2 separate regions of the Capsicum annuum genome follow, and region 2 is linked to region 1. Evidence: chromatin contacts called from public Hi-C data. All regions are on one chromosome and are shown on one strand. The core of a region is the stretch at or near the end of the contact, and the rest is flanking DNA. Distances in the headings are between cores, read along the strand shown. Region 1 overlaps LOC107867251. Region 2 has its middle 11 kb from the start of LOC107867248.

Region 1 (4,608 bases), core at 981-3,480:
CTATAGGCTCGTATATCCTTGAATTCTAAGGAGACGGGAATCTAAGTCTGGTGGATGACTCGTGGCCATTAGACCAGAGCGTGATTAACAGTCCCCATGGCCTTTGGGGTCATGGTGCCCTGTCTGACCGATTTCAAATCTCTTGTCCTTTTACTATTCCTTATCTAGATTGTTTATTTTGAGCCGGGGGTCTATCGGAAACAGCCTCTCTATCTCACATCTGAGGTAGTGGTGTGGACTGCGTACACTTACCCTCCCCAGACCCCACTTGGTGGAAATATACTGGGTATGTTGTTGTTGTTAGCCGAGACCGTCAATGAGGTGGATTATCACCCCAAGCCCTCCAATAAGGTGGTTGTTGTTAGCCGAGACCGTCAATGAGGTGGATTATCACCCCAAGCCCTCCCATAAGGAAGTAAAATATAGGCAACATGTTCACCAAAAAAGCTGCATGCATGCCCAAAGTCGTCAAGTACTTAGTTGATCCTTATTATGTTTACAATGCAGAAGTGGTTGATTAGATCGATTTGAGTTCTCAAACCTTGATTCCAATACGTCTAAAAGAGCAGCTGCCTCAAAAAAATTTCCATCTGATTACTAGATATTCCCCAACTTTTCAGGCATATATTTCCCGAGTTGGTTGCTAAGATTAAATGCCCTCTAGGTAGGTGATAGACAATATCCTTTTGAATCAACAACTGCACATCAATCATCATCACACTGAGGTTTCAAAAGGTGGGGAAAAATAATACAATGTTCATTCTTGTGTTCGATTGTAGCTATAATCATTATTTGTTCCATTGTACTTGGGTCGAGAATTGTCTTGTCATCTCCCGTAGTATGGCTTGTGTAATCAGCTGGTTGTATTCGTATACCATTTATAAAGTGCTTCATATGACGAGGATTTAATGTTTTAGTCAGTTTGGTGGTGGTTGTTTCAGTGCTAGGATTTTGAAGCTCTCTTCACTACATGAACTCCTATGTTCAAGGTGTTAGCCAACCTACGTTTGCATGTTGAAGCTCTTCATCATGTTTACAAGCTTTTGCTGTTTTTATGGTTCTTCTTCATGTGAAAAGAATAGGACAGATATTTTCTAAGTAGATTTCTTGGATAATTGTTGCAGGAAGAAATAGAAAACAAAATTGAAGTTGCAGATGCACTGGCTGTTAAGCTTCTTCAACGTTTCGATTACTCCATTTCGGGAATATCCTTTTGAATGTGGTATCGGTGGAGGAAAAAATGCGGGAAGTGAGGTTTGAGATGGTTTGGTCATGTGATGAGGAGGGGCACGGATGCCTCAGTTCGTAGGTGTGAGAGACTAGCGTTAGATGGTTTCAAGCGGGGTAGGGGTAGACCGAAGAAATACTGGAGAGAAGTGATTAGACGTGACATGGAGCAGTTACGTCTCACTGAGGACATGACCCCTGGATAGGAAGGTTTGGAGGAAAAACACTAGGATAGACGGATAAGGTGGGTGGATGAATCGTAGTCCGTAGTTAGGAGGGTTTTGGCGTCTTTTGTTTGGTATTGTACATTACTTTTGTGGATGTTGTATCTATGTTAGTTTTATCATATTTCATGCTTTGAATATTTTTGTATATTGTCCTGTGTCTTGAGCCGGGGGTCTATCGGAAACAGCCTCTCTACTTCTTTAGAGGTAGTGGTATGGACTGCGTACATTCTACCCTCCCCAGATCCCACTAGGTGGAAATATACTGGGTTTGTTGTTGTTGTTGTTGTTGGCAATGAAAACAACCTCACAGCATCTATCAGAAGGTATTATTAATGCCAATTTCTGGAACCAGAAAAGAAAAGAAAAGAAATGCTCCAGGGAATCACTAGGATTCTTATACTGTGGAGCTTTAGAATAAAGTTAAAACGTTTGTCCATATGATATCTGATTCCGTTATTGAAAATCTAGCAAAGCAAATACTGTTGTTTAACTCAAATGTTTGAATTGCACGCAGTACATGGTTTAATTTGCAGGTTGAACTTGGGGTGTTAAAAGGGAGGTTGACGGAAGTAATCAGTAACTGTGATGCACATTGTGCAAGAGAATTGATGCAGAGGGAACAGAATCACTTCGATCATCTATCAAATCATTTACAGCAGCATCCTCTGATTCAGTAAGCAATAGTAGCGGCAGTATACAAACTCTCCAGGCTGAAACAGATGAGAAGCAATAGCGCAGAGGCTGGGTTGAAGCTTATAAAAGTACCTGTGTCCCCAGTGTTACATAACTTAGTTTGAGCATCATGACCTATAGTTGTGTCCAACTGACCGATAGTTCAAGAGCATACAGGAAGCATAGTCAGAAAATTAATTGCATCGGAAGCACGTGGCTGGCTACTCATTCATTGGCACTTGAAATTTTAGATTTATCAATTTGTTTCTTTATTTAATTTTATTTTTACGAGATTGTGTGGATTTGAGAATGGACATTGTGTTTCTTTTCCTGATGGAAAAGGGGTTAAAGACAGAGACATGTATTTATGCTGTTTGGTTTCTCGATCCAGAACTGGTGACCCATGTTGTATAGCTCCTCCATGATTGAAACATCACTCACTAATTATCAAAGGTGACTGAAGTACTAGTCTGCTACATAAGTTGTTTTCAAAAATGGTATACATGTCTGGTTGGTTTGGCTCAATTTTGACTCTTTTTTTTTTAAGTTAAAATCAAATTAAATCTGTTGGGTTTAGAATTTTTTTTTTTTTTTTTTTTTTAAAATCTAGTATCAAACCGAAGCATTAGTCTGACTTTTTTCCTCGGTTCTTGTGCACCCTTACTTTTTAATTATACCGTTGCTAGTGTTCCTCCCTCACCAATTCGTATTGACTCTGTAAAGTTTGTTCTTTTTAAAAAAATACTAATAAATTTGATACTTGGAACTCTATAAAGTCAATTGCAAGTGTATGCCACCAAACTTATCAGAGACGAAAATCGAAACGAATGTGTGTGTATTTGATTTTTTAACCGTGTGGGTGTTCTATCTGAAATTGGTGATCCTATAAGTATGTAATAGGTATTTTTCGTATTCATGTAGAGATCTCCAGATCATTTGCTCGGATTGTGTATAAAATTTTTTGTTCGAATGAAGAAATTACAATTTAAGTTCAATTCATTCATTTAATTTCTTTTCATACGTTAAATTTATTGCTTTGATGATAAAAGATGTGTGTGTTTTCATGCCATCTTTTCAATATAACACAGAGAATCCATTAACAGTTCTTTTGATTTTTATCGCTAAAATCAAATCAGCTTATCCAAGGTCTTTCATTTCAAATTTAAGGGCGAATAGTCAGTTTTTTCTGTCAAGGGATCAATTTGTCTTTATATAAATCAAAATACCTTGAATTGAAGTTTAAAGTTAGCAATGAAGTATTTATTTATTAGTCTTATTTATTTGAACAGTGTAGATAGACAGGTTTATGTTCAAAGTAATATTAGCCAAAGGGAAAAAAAATCAAAATATACATCGATTGTATATTGCAAGTCATAACAATATTTCTTAGATTGCACTTGGTAACAACTTTTAAATTAAAAAAAATTAATAAGACTTTTAAAACAAATAAAATTCTTCAAAAATATGTTTTTATTTTTGTTAAAAAAATATATCCTTTAAAATAGATGTCAGTTACTAAAAGGATGTCAATCACTCTATGTTTCTGCCAAAAATATTCATTTCTCCAAAAATTGCTTCTTCTTCTCCAAAAATGTTTTTTTCCTTCATTCACCCTTAATTTTTTTAATCTTTATCGTTAGAATTTTTTTTATTCAAATACAGATTTACACATTTCTTCTTCTTCTTTCAAAAATTAGAAATCAAATTTCGAGTGAAACCCAATCTTATCCAACTTTTTATCACAATCGTTGGAATTTTTTTATTATAATACAAATTTATATATTTTGATTGTAACATCAAAAAAGTATTATCCAGAACTTCGATTTTTCAATATCATTTTCATCCACTAAAAACATTAATAAGTAAGCATCATTCTTGTATATCATTCTACATATCAAATTCATAGATAGAAAATTTAAATTTCAAAAATAATTTTGTATATGATATCGATATATAACATGGTTAAACTTGATTAAGTTTGTGTTTGGTATAAACCTAGTTTTCAAATAACTTCACATAAAAATCATAACATTTTTTATTGTAGTTTTAATACAAATTACATACATTGAGACCCGATAAAAAATACCATTTAATAAATGAGATATATATAAACTGATTTCTTATATAATTTCTTATATCATTCCTCATTTTATTACCATTTTCACACACTAAAATATGTACAAAATTCTTGCATACTTAATTACACCAGTTTCTATACAAATTTTAGACCCCTAAAAAATAAAAGTACACCAAACAATATTTCATACACAACCAATACACTAATTTTTTTTATTTCTAACTTGATATAAAAAAAAAAATTAAGTAAAACAATTTATATACACTCATTTCATACATATAAGTAAAATTATAACGAGGTGAACATACCATATTATGCATCCTACTCATACAATACATAGCGAAATAAAATCCGATATAATACACAATAAAAAGCTTCTACTACTAACGGAAAAAAATAATAGGC
Region 2 (4,608 bases), core at 1,386-3,885, 50 kb after region 1:
AGTTCAATTCCCAGCCAAAAACACAACTCTGGAATGTTATCTTGCCAGCGACAAATGTTACAGTGAAGACAAAGAGCAATTGTTGCATTAGATTAGAGTAAATTAAAACTGCAATACGGACATATAAGTTGTCGTCTATCTTATATGAATCTTCTCTCTATACTTATTATTTATTTTAAAATTAGAACTTGCAAGTGTCAAATTTTGTGTTTATTTCAAAATGAAGAAATTAATAGATCTATATAGCCTCTATGAATTGTTGTTGTTTCAGGTGGTCTTTACAATATATAAAGGCGATAGAAGTCATATTACTGATTCAAATAAGATATTTCTTAAATCATTTTAGATGAATAATTTTTCTTGAGATTTTTGTTAATCTATCAAGAGGATAGTTATGGTCATTTCGAAGTTTTTCATAGTTATTGATGAGACATGTCAAATGAAATCATAATTGCCTAAATTCTTTATGTTGTGGTAAAAATTCATTATTATTTTTTATGTCATTTGAATTTGGATTTTAAATATAGCTATATTGTCCAAGTATTAGCTTGATGTTAGCATTTACCTCACTAACATTTTTGTTATCTTGATCTTAAAGCTATATTAGATCAAACCATTTTGTTCAGAAGTTATCAAATAAATCAAACACAAAGAGTAAATTGGAGGCGCCATGTGAATATTGAATGTTTAATATTCAATAACTTTCTCTCATTTATTGGTTTTCTAGATGTGATAGTACTTCCCTTCCTAATTTTTTACTTTCAAAACGAAATAAAGATAAAAGAAATCTATTTTTGGCATTTTTCTTTATTTCAGTTTCTTTTATTAATTGATATTTATTTGCTTTTCTATAGGTGCTCCTAAACTTCTCATTAATATTGTGGTTTTTGAAATGACAAATATTGGCCAGTAGACAGATGAAAACAGCACCTGGCAAGTGTTAATGATGAAATCGGATGTGATCGTGATCAACGTACATGGATGCAAGCATTTTATATATATATTCCTGAGTATTGAATGGTTCGACTATAATGTACTTAGGTTTTGTTGCACATATATTATGGATAAATCATATCCTATTCTATAGTGCACATTGAACTGCATTGATTAAGCTTTATCATGTATTTCACGGTAACAAGGGAGGGGCGAATTTTCATTAAATAATTGTGGAATGTGAATATGTGTTTTTTTCGTAAAATTACGTATTTTATGTAAATATATATGTCTTAAAAATTTGTATAATATTACATATTGGTATCCATACTACAAGAAGTTTAGATGGTGAACATGATTTAAAGGTTAAGTTATCTATGAACGTAGCAATTCTCTCTACATGGTGTTTTTAGTTAAACATTAATTACATATTTCAATACAGATAAATATTTGAGTTTGAAGACTCAACGATAATTAAACAATTTGATGGTTGATAATTAATTAATTAGTATATATATATAAAATTTGTTATATCAATTTTTTATAATGAATACTAGTTTTGTTCTAATAAGGTGAGAAGAACCTATTGAGTTGGCATGGTAATTTATAGAACTCATCACTTCTAACATCTTTAGTATATACCACAAACTTGTCCCACCAATGTGACACCATTGTATTTTCGAGCTTCATCGCTACTAAATGGAAGAGTCCGATCCAGAAATCTAGCAACGACAGCAGCTATCGTGGCGTGTGACATGAAGATGACAGGCATTTTGTCATTGAACTGCAGTTCAAGAAGAACAATGCATATCTAATAGGTTCTTGTCCATGAATCAATGGATTAGCACTAACATTTCTAAGATGGAGAAGATAATCATACAAGCAGCAGCAATATTTGCACGACTCTTCGGCTTCACACTCTTGTCATTGCCCAGACCCCAGAGACGAGCATTCTCCCTGTTAAGTTTTAGCTTAGCGGTTCAGTTCTATGTCAAACATATTTAGTTGATGGTACATCATATGAAAATCAAGCACGGACGAGTGTATTTGTAGCTATTTGTGCCTAAATTTAGATTGAAAGAGAATTATAGAGATCAGATACGGTTATGTTGTAGCAGTGCAACTAGTGACACCACCAAAAAGAGCATTTAGCAAAGTCCCTATCCCCTGACAAGAGTTAAAAGTTCAGGAGGAAGAGCACATTTGACCTCACCAGCCAGGCAAGGCAACACCTCGGCTAATGAAAGACGGTGTCACTGGTATAGCACTGCCACTTCCGTATCTTGCTGATGCAAGAAATACACCAGTTGACTGCACAACAAAAGGATTCAAACTGAATTCAAGACTAGATTTCGCTATGAAATGGAAGACCCGAGTATGAAAACGAAAAACAGTTCACAACATATTTCTTGTAGCCTACATTTTTAGCAACATCAGATACGGGGATTGTGTTTTTCTTCCTTTTTTTTTTTTTTTTTTTAAACCATTGTGAATACCATTAACAACCAAAACTATTACACTTAACAGAGCACCTAATTCCACAAATCAGAAGTTAGGCCTCCAACAAAACAGGAAAATCCAGTTACACAGAAGGCTAATTACATTTTAACTGAGGACTGTGTTGCATATCAATAGCCAACAAATAAGTAAGGGATCAGAGCACAGACCTCCACAGAAGCAACAAAAGAAGCGATCACCCTTTGTATGTGGGAACCCCACATTCGTGGATATGGTATGTCTATCCTGCATAAAGCATGGGGAATTGCAACATGAGAGACCTTTACTATAGGGATGATGAAAATTTCCAGGGTGATATAGGTCTTGATAACAGTAAAGGCAAGTTTCGACCAAACTTGTTCAATTTAGTGTTCACTAGTTCTACACACCAAACTTTCTTCAAACCAAATCAGGCTTCAAGCATATAAGGGCAGCCTGGAGCACAAAGCATCCTGCATTAGCAGGGTCCGGGAAGATGTGGACAGCCTACCCTAAGTGGCTGCTACCACGGCCCAAACCCATCCCTTATATGTTTCAAGAATATAATCAAGGAAATAGGATTTGCACCTAAGTGATGCGAAAATAAGTGAAAGAACATGTTTCGTCCAGTAAAATATCTCTTCGAATTTTATTCTATATATTGTACTTGTGAAAAGAAATTTCTTGGAAAAGTTTGGTGGTCAAGAGAATTGTCATACAACACTGAGTCCAAAGCTATCAGTGTGTCAAGATGCATCAATTGCATTCTTGTATGAGACACTCCAGGTCAAGATGTTGCATAAAACCATACAACAGGAACTGTTAAGAGACTGACATAAGATATATGTTGGTAGATACTGCAAGAACATTAGTACATTCAGGAAATCAATTTGAGAAAGAGAAAAGACTTCATTTTTAGTGCAAATATAAATAAAACTGCATGATCACGTTCATAGTCCCAGAGACCATGCCATATTTGATGCACTTCTAGTTTCTCAGGACATATCTCCCAGCACCCTAAATAATAAAAGTCTAATTGGTAAGAATACATCCATAAAGGATGTCATAAAAGAGGGATGATATCAAAATGATTTTCTCAACATGGCATGTGAAAAAGCTATACATCAACATAGATTTGTTTTCTTAATCCTCCTCGTCACATGATTAAAGGGAAAAAATACCACACACAAATGATATAGTCTATTCTGGATCTCTTGAATAACAAAACAATGTTTATCAAGTATAAACCTTACTCCATGGGATACCAATTCAGAAACATTTGATCATGAAGAGCTTTTACACTAAATAGTAAGCACCTATTCTAGAAAATGTGTAGTTATAGATGGATACATATCCAAAACTCCAATACACTTGCCTGTGAGTTGACAACCATGTCTAATACAGTGAAGCAGCTTCACTAAGTTCACAAATGACAACAAGCTTTGAATCAGTTAAGTAAATCTTAACTTAGTATTCAGTTATACAACAATAACATACGCACTGTAATTCCACCAGTGGTTACTGAGGAGGATAGGATGTATGCAGACATTACCTCTATCTATATGGGGTAGAGGGGTTGTTTCTGGTAGACCCTTGGTTCAAAATAGATGTTTTTGAAGCAGGATTGCAAGAATAACATGACAGCAAAAATAGCAAGATTATAAAGAAATGAGGCAATAAGTAGGACAGATGAAGCATTAAGTTAATATTGAGTGGAATAGAATAAAAGTAAAGTAAAGAACGAATGGTAAACTAAGGATGAGAATTTACCTACCTCAAAAGCTTCAGACATGCAGCAAATCAGTTACTGGTTTGGCAACCAACAATATAGTCCCTTTGCCGTTGAAAACTCTCAAGTACCGCAACATGTTCCATTCGCTCGGGAATTTTCTTCAGCTTCGGGCACTTTAATATATTCAAACCTTTTATCAGAGGCATAGCAGTTGTGGCTAGATGCCAGCTTGCTAGATTTTCCAGATTATCAAGTTGAAGGGTCTCCAGTTGACCAAAACTGTTGCCCTTGGAAGTAATTTTCTTTCCCTTGTAAGCCCATGATAACTTGAGATGCTTTACATTTGGAAACTTTCCCAGAATTGGCATTGGATCTTCCACAAGTCCTGCAGACTGTAGGACTAACACAGTGATGGATTTCGGCAGCTTGTTTAAATCTGCTAGTTCTTCTATTCCCCCTGATAACCA

What was found. A called contact is a pair of places that touch in the nucleus more often than the background predicts.
Region 2: a contact with region 1 is called in a Hi-C map of leaf, with 4 times the contacts expected there. The contact joins two enhancer-like sites. A contact is called at or near these places in 5 of 5 Hi-C or Micro-C datasets (bud, leaf, pericarp and 1 more).

The regions. Positions count from the first base shown.
Region 1 is chr4:220,313,946-220,318,553 of UCD10Xv1.1, forward strand. It overlaps LOC107867251, which reads left to right. Exons shown (of 6, transcript XM_047411120.1): 6 at 1,969-2,621. The coding sequence ends at 2,131. It also overlaps the pseudogene LOC124898363. Among protein-coding and RNA genes, the nearest start is that of LOC107869467, 13 kb to the right of the region's middle. Within about 2 kb of position 2,231, at least 3 of the 5 cell types and tissues checked have an H3K27ac peak or open chromatin away from gene starts, as enhancers often do. A contact at or near this core is called in bud and leaf, where this site is marked.
Region 2 is chr4:220,363,161-220,367,768 of UCD10Xv1.1, forward strand. It overlaps the pseudogene LOC107867249. Among protein-coding and RNA genes, the nearest start is that of LOC107867248, 11 kb to the right of the region's middle. Within about 2 kb of position 2,636, at least 3 of the 5 cell types and tissues checked have an H3K27ac peak or open chromatin away from gene starts, as enhancers often do. A contact at or near this core is called in bud and leaf, where this site is marked.